Regions from separate parts of the Mus musculus genome. Here region 1 is linked to region 2. A link is a contact called in public Hi-C data. All regions are on one chromosome and are shown on one strand. The core of a region is the stretch at or near the end of the contact, and the rest is flanking DNA. Distances in the headings are between cores, read along the strand shown. Region 1 overlaps Ralgps1 (Ral GEF with PH domain and SH3 binding motif 1). Region 2 overlaps Ralgps1 (Ral GEF with PH domain and SH3 binding motif 1).

Evidence for each region. A called contact is a pair of places that touch in the nucleus more often than the background predicts.
Region 1: a Hi-C map of muscle stem cells shows a contact between it and region 2, with 1.6 times the contacts expected there. The contact joins two enhancer-like sites. A contact is called at or near these places in 3 of 39 promoter capture datasets (embryonic stem cells and stem cell-derived epiblast-like cells), 1 of 15 datasets of contacts at CTCF or cohesin (pro-B cells), 4 of 484 Hi-C or Micro-C datasets (cerebellum, embryonic stem cells, muscle stem cells and 1 more) and 4 of 115 datasets of contacts at active chromatin or transcription factors (bone marrow-derived macrophages, embryonic fibroblasts, embryonic stem cells and 1 more).

The regions. Positions count from the first base shown.
Region 1 is chr2:33,351,022-33,355,580 of GRCm38.p6, reverse strand. All of the region lies in intron 1 of Ralgps1 (Ral GEF with PH domain and SH3 binding motif 1), which reads left to right. Among named protein-coding and RNA genes, the nearest start is that of Ralgps1, 18 kb to the left of the region's middle. Within about 2 kb of position 1,895, at least 83 of the 459 cell types and tissues checked have an H3K27ac peak or open chromatin away from gene starts, as enhancers often do. A contact at or near this core is called in muscle stem cells, where this site is marked.
Region 2 is chr2:33,272,524-33,276,633 of GRCm38.p6, reverse strand. It overlaps Ralgps1 (Ral GEF with PH domain and SH3 binding motif 1), which reads left to right. Exons shown (of 20, transcript NM_175211.5): 6 at 399-488; 7 at 2,981-3,073. Among named protein-coding and RNA genes, the nearest start is that of Angptl2, 59 kb to the right of the region's middle. Within about 2 kb of position 1,708, at least 21 of the 459 cell types and tissues checked have an H3K27ac peak or open chromatin away from gene starts, as enhancers often do. A contact at or near this core is called in muscle stem cells, where this site is marked.

The DNA of each region.
Region 1 (4,559 bases), core at 646-3,145, 79 kb before region 2:
GACCCACAGTGTTCATTCCCGCGCACACACCCTTTGTATAGATTAGGAGGAGACAAGGTGAATCCATACTAACAACCCACAGTAGTGTGTGCCCCTTATAGGCAAGTCATGATGGAAGGGTCACGTGGACTTGTGGGGGCTCCACACAGGTACTGATTGGAAGTGGGAATTCCTTGAGTATCATGTACACTTCTGCATACATTGTACTTCTGTGAAGAAGTTTATATAGACATTAAGAAAATTTCTTTTATTACTAAAGTACTTCAGAAATGAGTAAAATACAATTATTTTTAACATTCTCATATCTTTATCTCTATAATCTTTTATTTGTAATCATCTTATAATGTATGTAAATGTAAAGTGTAATTTAGAGTGTACATTTACAAATAAATTTATGTATGTTGAAAGTGCTCTTAAACAACAATATGAACTAACCAGTACCCCCAGAGCTCCCTCAGACTAAACAACCAACCAAAGAAACACATGGTGGGACTCATGGTTCTAGCTGCATCTGTAGCAGAGGATGGCCTAGTCAGTCTTCAATGGGAGGAGAGGCCCTTGGTTCTGAGAAGGTTCTGTGCCCCATTATAGGCGAATGCCAGGGCCAGGAAGTGGGATTGGGTGGGTTGGTAAACAGGGGGAGGGAGGAGGGGATAGGAGGTTTTTGGAGGGGAAACTAGGAAAGGGGACAACATTTGAAATGTAAATAAAGAAAATATCTCATAAAAAAAAGTGCTTTTAAAAAATATAAACTGGGGGCTGGAGAGATGGCTCAGTGGTTAGGAGCACTGACTGCTTTTCTGAAGGACCTGAGTTCAAATCCCAGCAACCACATGGAGGCTCACAACCATCTGCAATGAGATCTGACACCCTCTTCTGGTGTGTCTGAAGACAGCTACAGTGACTTAAATATAATAATAAGTCATAAATCTTTGAAAAAATATAAACTGGTCATAGCAGATGATGAAGAAGTTAGGTGCACCAAGGCTAGAGTCATAACAGAAGGGTCGTTCTGCCTGTTTGGAGGCCTGCTGTGTGGAGTAGCCAGTGTGTAAGTAGGGTTAAGGAGGGGTCTGTGGTGTTCATCAGGGTGGGCGTCCTTAGTATGCTAGTGTGCATGACCATGGGACAGCAGAGTAGTGGGAAGCTAGGGAGAAGTTGGCAGTTGGACTTCTGATTTCCACGGAGCAGTCAGTGAACCGAGGACACAGACTTCATAGAGGCCAAGGGGCTAAGGGAATGCCAAGGCTAGAGAAAGTGGTTTAGATGAGGGGCTGTGAGCCCTGTCAGCTGACTTGAGGTAAAGGGCCTCATGTTTCTAGCCTTAGTCAGGAGGAGATTCTGAGGACCTGTCAGTGCCACCTCAGTGGTCGGGTGGCGTTTGCTGGGAGGGAGGAGTAGGGAGGGCCATGGTAGCTGGTAGAGAAGTAGGCTGGTGCCCAGAGTCTGTGTTGCCTGCTCTTGTAGATGGGAGAGAGGGGGGTGCTGTCAGGGGAGCAAAGCGTGGGTGTGGAGAGGCTGGCCCAGGGTTGCTAGCCTGAGAGCTTGGGATGGACCCCAGGCCCTAGGTCATCATGCCTTTCAGCCATAGGTCCTACTCTGAGGTGGGAAGTTGGGAGGTAGGGCTGCTTGAAAAAGAGCTGAGGGGGACAAGTGAGCTACTCTCCTGCAGTGAGCCTTATGGGAGCCTCGGTTTTGCTTTCTTCCTAGCTTTGCCTCCTAGCCCTAATTTGATGGACCCTTGGTGACATTCTGCCTTCGCTTTATTTGGACTGAAGTACTATGAGCCAAATATTTTCTCTTTGTAAATCTGTCACCTCTGGTGTTGTCTTATGGTGACAGAGTGTGATTGGCACAGGCTCCTCTGTCCCAGATCAAGCTGTGGTTGGGTTTCCTCTGGTTCTCCTTTTGAGAGTTTCCTTCCCCATTTGTCTGTTCCCTCCTGGTCCACACTTGTGGCCACTCTGACAGCTGTTGCTCTTTTGTTCCTGTTGCTATCTACTCAGACACTGGTCTTCACGCTCCGTCGGATGTGTGTACTCACCACAGAGAGTTCTCATGTCCAGGTCAGCTCCTTTCTTTACCCTGAGCTGCCTCAGCCATAAACCCGTGGCCAGAGCTCAGATCACCATGTAAGTTTTGGGTGGCTCTGAAGTGCTGGGGGTGAGGGAGCCAAGGATGTGCAGGCATGACTGTTGCCTTCTAGGCACTGTAGGTGTGCTGGCCATTCCCTCCCACTCCTTCCACCCTAGTTTATGGACGCTCTTTCCTTTAATACTCACGATGCTTGTTGAGCCTCTTCTCATGATCCTGGCTACACTCTGCATCCTGCCATGCTTTGCATCTGTATCTTTTAGTCTGCTCTGCCTTACCTTCTTGGCTAGACGCTCGAATCTCCTTGAAGGCAGCTGTGTCTTACCCAGTGTCTCTCACACAGTAGCTGCTTATAACTTACTGCACTGAAACCAACGTGGGCTCTGCTCTGGCTCCCAGCTTCCACCTCTCTGTGCCCATCCCCGAGTTTAAGGAAAGAGTATGGGAAGAGGCAGAGTGTTTCCTGAAGTGTCAAGATTCTGTTTGGTTAGGAACAGCCACTAAAATATTAAAGGCCGTGTCAGGACAGCATTTCCAGGTTCTTGTATTAGCTTCATCTCCTGTCAGCCCTGATCCTGAGGAGTGGAAGGGCAATTGATGTAGCATGTAGGTGTGTTCCCTAAAACATAGCCACCTGTGTGGGGTTGGTTCCCAAGGAGGATGCTGGAAAGCTCTTTTGGTTTACCATGTGGGGCATAAAGGGACGTGGACTCAGCTGTGGATTTCTTAGAAAGCGTATAGCAAGCAAGCAGTGGAGTGGGTTAGCCCAGGTCAGCCTGGCTCTGCATATGGGCTCCTCTCTGCTGTCTGCTGTCTGTCTCACTAGCACTGTTTCTTGAGAGGTGTAGTAGCCACCCACTTGCCTGCAAGCTGGAAGAAGTTTCCCAGCCTTGCCAACCCCAGGGCATTTTGGGCTGATCTATGTCCCTAGTGAGGTCACAGGTTACCAGCTTATCCCACATGGGTAGCCTGTTGTGAACAGGGGAGAAGATACCCTGCACACAGCTATGAGCAAAGCCTTGGCAGAGAGGGTTGCCGCTTTCCCTCATCCATTCTTGGTGTGGTGCCTTATTTGAAAGGCCACTTCTTCCTTTGGCAACCCTCCTGTAAATGTCCCTACTGTGTGTCCATCTCCAGGCTGACACTGCATCTAGACTTCCTACAGCACCCATTAAATAGGTGATGGACCATGTGTCATCTTCATTACTGGATTGGGTCACAGCGTGGCCGCATTCTTGGCCACCCTTCCAAGATATCCAGAAGAGGGTCACTCAGGCATCACCCACAGCCCTATCCTAAGAGCTTTAGTTACCCACAGCTGCCTTCTGAGCAAACTCTGCATGTTCTCACATCTGACTGAGTCCTATAGGGCAGTGGGTAGAGTTTGTTTCAGACACAGGGGCAGTGGAGTGCCTAGAAATGGGAGGGGCCATGTGGGAACAGTATGATCTAACCATTATCTCATATCCTCTTTCTTTTTTAAAACTTTTTATTGGTTCTTTGTAAATTTCACATCATGTACTGTAATCCCACTCATCTCCCTGTCCCCTGGGACCTGCCTTCCTCCTTTGTAATCTCTCCAAAAGAAAAATATCTTGTTGTGAAAGCTATAGTATATCCCACAGTATACCCTTTTATCCATACTTCTTTGCTTGCAAATGTTCGTTGCAGTGAATGTTTGATCTGGTTTGAAGCCTCTGGCTTCTGCTATACTATCAATCCTGGAACCTCAGTGGGTCTCCTTTTGACTATCCTGTTGTTGCCCTGTGTCACAGAGCTCCTGGAGCTTTGTATCTATAGGACTGGCTTCTTCGCATGTTCCAGTGGTTCATTGGTAGGGTACATGTGGGATCGGCCAACTCAAAGCCCTGGATCTGGACCTGAGTGGTATCTGAGCTGGTCAGCCTGCCAACTCCCCTGCACCCACACCACCAGGGCAAGCTCTTTAGCCCTGTCCTGAGTAGATCATCCAGTATTGCAGTGATCAAGGGGTAGATACAGCTCTCCTGTCTCATGCTATCAGGGTTTGGCTCACCCATGCCTTCACAGCTGGCTCTACTGTGCTGCCCAGGCAAGGTGCAGGGCCTGCTTTCCTGAGTGCTACAGCAAGTGAGGGTCAGGGCCAGCTCTTCTGCTCTGATGACCTAGAGGCCAGCTCACCTACCTGCAGTAGGGGGCAATGGAGGGCATCTCTCTCTTATCCATGCCACGGGAGATGAACGGCAGATCCAGCTTTCCCATACTCATACCCTCGAGACCAGGTCACCCGTGACTCCTGAAACCAGGGAAGCTCCACTGTGCTTCCTGGGATGATGTGTGGGGGTGGGGATTGCTCTCCTGAGTACTATAGCTGACTAGGGGCAGGGTCAGCTTTCCTGTTCTCACGCCCTTAGGGCTAGTAGCTTTCCCATGGTGTCCAGGCAAGGGGTGGGGCCAGTTCTGCACAGCTCTCAGCCACCAACATG
Region 2 (4,110 bases), core at 459-2,958:
AGTAAGTAGACAGTTCCCTTTGTCTGAACATCCATCTGTCTGTCCTTCATCTGTTCATCCATTCTTTATTCCATCTTCTCCCCACATCTGGATTCTTCTGAGCAGAGTCAAGACTGTGTCATCTCACTATTTTCTGAGGCAGCTGCAGAGACACTGGCCTGTGTAGTGGAGCCCAACACTGCTCTCACTGTTAAGGAGAGGCAGGACAGGAGGATGGGGGCCATCTGGGATTAGGTGCCACATGGAACTGTCTACTTCATGTGACATTAGGCCATGCTCTCAAAGCTGCCTGGCCTCACGGAAATCCTACAGTGATGGTGGGCAAAGGGTCATGTGAGCAGTCCGGCATTTAACCACGTCTCTGGTGTGTGTGTGTGTGTGTGTGTTTAACTCTACAGGTCAGTTTTTGGGTCGTACGAGAAATTCTAACAGCACAGACTTTAAAAATAAGGGCAGAAATCCTGAGCCATTTTGTGAAAATAGCCAAGGTAAGCTCTTTGTTTATTTCTCAAAATATGTTTCCTAAGAACTTTGGTAGAAGTTTTGCCTTGAGCCTGCTGGACAGGGGTACCTACTGTGGGTGGGAGGTTGTGGCCTGATCTCCCTAGGCAGAGCCAGATGTGAGCTCTACCTGGCTGCTAGTGCCTTCTGTGAGCCTTAGAAATATGCCCCTTCAGCCGGGCGTGGTGGCACATGCCTTTAATCCTAGCACTTGGGAGGCAGAGGCAGGTGGATTTCTGAGTTCGAGGCCAGCCTGCTCTACAGAGTGAGTTCCAGGACAGCCAGGGCTATACAGAGAAACCCTGTCTCAGAAAACAAACAAACAAACAAAAAAAAAAAAAAAAAAAAAGAAAAAGAAAAAAAGAAATATGCTCCTTCTTATCCTATAATTCTATGGCCAGTTACTCCCCTTACTTAGACCTGTGGTCTCTGCTTGTGGCCCAGTGGTTCCCTGGAACTCATTCATTCCCCTTTGGGTTTTGCCAGTGCTGGGGGCCAATGTATGTAGTTAGGCCCACTGCCTTTGATCCAGGCATGTCCTGCACAGTCATATCCACAGTGGCCCCCACACCCATTCTCAGATAAGGCCTGGACATTTGACCATGTTGCCTCTGTTCTGATAGGCTCTTTCCGTTCTTCAAATCAGGCCCTCCTTCCCTTCCTCTGTTTTCATCTCTGCCTATCAGACTGTGTCATGCTGTGGCTCTCCTGGACCACTGTCATACTCAGTATTAGTCCCCTGCTTTCACTCCCTGGGTCTGCCAGAGTCCCCTTGGCAGCGTTGTTCTACCCAGTTCCTAGCTTCCTTCAAGACATGTTCTTTCCACCAGGAGACCAAAACTGCCCTGGACTCAGGCCCTTTGCTTCCGGGTTCTGTGGGAGTTGCCGTGCCAGTGTGGGACGTCACTGTACACAGGGTATCATCCCATTTGCACAGTAGGAAGGGGCCGCAAAGAGAGGTGATGGTCCATGCTGAGGCCTCCAGCCAGCAGAACAGGAGTCTCCACTATATGTACCCTCAGCCAAGTTGCTGTGCCCCCCCCCCTTCCCAGAAGATTAAGGGTAGCAGTCTAACTGGCAGGGACAGAGGTTTTGTGCTGCTTACGGCTGGGTTAGAAGAGGATGTCCCACACGCTACAGTCCTCATGGGGCTTCTGTTTGGAAATGAGCAATGTTTCCACCCACGGAGCCCCAAATGGCCCCTCCTTAATCTCTGCTTTCTCTCTTACTGCCAATTATGTTGGCTGTGCCCCATGTGTGTCCTGGGTAGGTTCCCTCTCTCCCTGAGTATTGGTTTTCCAGTCTCTAAAAGAGAAAGGAACAGGTTAGATAATGCCCTAGAGGCGTTGTCACTCCGGGAACAGAGTCTGTGGCGGGCACTGCAAGTCAGATGCTCAACAGAAACCGCCCTAGGAACATCTATTCTTATAGGAAACAGTCAGAGTGTAACACATGTCTAAGTGAAGACTGGTTTTGTCTGGTCAGGGCCATGTTTCCAAGTAGACGCAGAACTGTGGGGCCAGGCCCAAAGGCTTTTATTTATTTATCTTGCCTACTGAGCTGAGCTTTGTGCAAGGTCCAGATGCAGGGTGGTAGATCACACTTTATCCACACTTTCAGAGGACACATGTGTCAACACAGACATTTGAGAACATGTTTAGGAAAGACATGGTAGAGGAAGGGCCACCTGAGGCTGAAAGTACCCAGGACAGGTAGTGAGGGAGTGGGAATGAGCCTTCCAGGTAGAGGAGACATGTTACATCTCAGGTGACATGCTCAGTTTAACTCTGAGGACACTGACGAGCACAAGGCCACGCTTCAGTGCCCACAAAAGAAATGAGAAATAGGGCCTATCCCATGAGCAAGGATGCTTCAGCCTTAAAGGCAAGAACGTAGAAATTACGTGTTTCTGCTCTGACTCTGCCGTGTCTCAGTCTGTGGCCCTCTGTGGTTGATAACTTGACTGAGACTGAAGTGACACCATGTGTCCTCACTCATTTGGTGTCTGGTTCAAGGGCTCATGGTCAAGGGCCTGGGAACCCTCAGCATTGCCTTCCCAGATGTGAGCCATTATACAGATTGATAACATCTTCCCTGGCCCCTCTCCCATCCAGGGTTAAGGTATTTGCTGTATAAGCTGCTGATGCTGTTGGCACACTGGGGTCTTTTCACAGCTGCCTGTTGAGGGAGACTCAGAGTCAGCTATAGAAAACATAGAGGAATTATCTGGTCTTGAGCCATGCTTCTGTCCAGCAGTCAAACAAGTCAGATTATGAAAATTGGAGACACACCTTCTGAAAAAATGGGAGGAAATGAGCATATGTTTCCTATGAACTTCCTACACTATATTTTCTATGTGAGATATTTTAAGTGTAACTGAATTGCATAATTATGACAACATTTGGCAACACTCAAGCATGTTTTTGTTCTGTTGTCTATGGCAGCAAAATAATGTATTCCATATCTTTTTTCCCCCCAGAAACTTCTAGAACTGAACAACCTTCATTCTCTCATGTCTGTGGTGTCAGCATTACAAAGTGCTCCCATCTTCAGGCTGACAAAAACCTGGGCTGTAAGTTAACCTCCCTTGGTCTGTCCCTTCAATTTTGGCTGTCCTGTTCTTGCTGAATGTCTGCATGGCTTAAACCCCAGGCTTTCTCTCACTTACTTGTATACTTTGCTAAGGGCAGGACAGTCCCTGGGAACTAAAGAGGCATCATCCTCTGGACATCCCCATAGCATCAGTGATCCCAGCCCCATTGGATTTCAGGAATGGGGAGGGTGCTGATGTGGATCTAGACCTCTCAACATCATCTATACTGACTAGGCTCAGCATGTGACTCCTACCCTTGGCTTGGCCAGTTTTTTTTTTGTCTCTGGCAAGTTCCAAATTGCCTTTGAGAAGGTCTGTGGATTGATGGCTTGCAGCTGCCCTGGGTCACTGGCCATGTAGCTCAGAGTTCTCTGGAGAAACCTATGACCCTCATATAGGAAAAAATTCTTTCTTTCCTTTTTTTATTTTTTTTCATCCTGAGGCCTTGGATAATTTCAGCTCAGAGGTGGAGTCTGATAGTTATATAATTGAGTCTGTAGGAAAGTTTTTCTGCTGCAAAAATACTTTAAAAATATCCCAGACCTCTTTATCCTTCTTAGCTGGCCCAGGGCCTGACATGGGGGAAGTAATCGCTATTTCCATAGCTTATTAGCTTTTACCTCCTGGCCAGCCTGCTCCAAAGTCTCTCACAGGGGCACAGCTCAGGCCTTTCAAGACCTGTTTATGTCCCAGGGACCGACAGGACTCTATAGAATTGCTAGACAGGTTTCTTTAACTCACTTCCTATCTTCTCTCTGCCAGCCTTGGCCTGGACCGTTTCCTACTTGGCTGCCTCAGGGACCTATACGATGCATAAGGATAGTGCTGTAGGCAATCTGAAATGAGCCTTGCTTCTTCTAGGTGCAAGATGCCTGGCTGTAGTAGACTGATGTGAGAAGTGTCAGCCTGGAGTCTGGAAACTAGATTTTGTTCATATGTCATTCAGAGCCTGGGCTTCCTTTCTTGTTTCTGCTCTGGACAATTGACTTGGAGTCGTGGCTTTCTGTCAGTGCTTT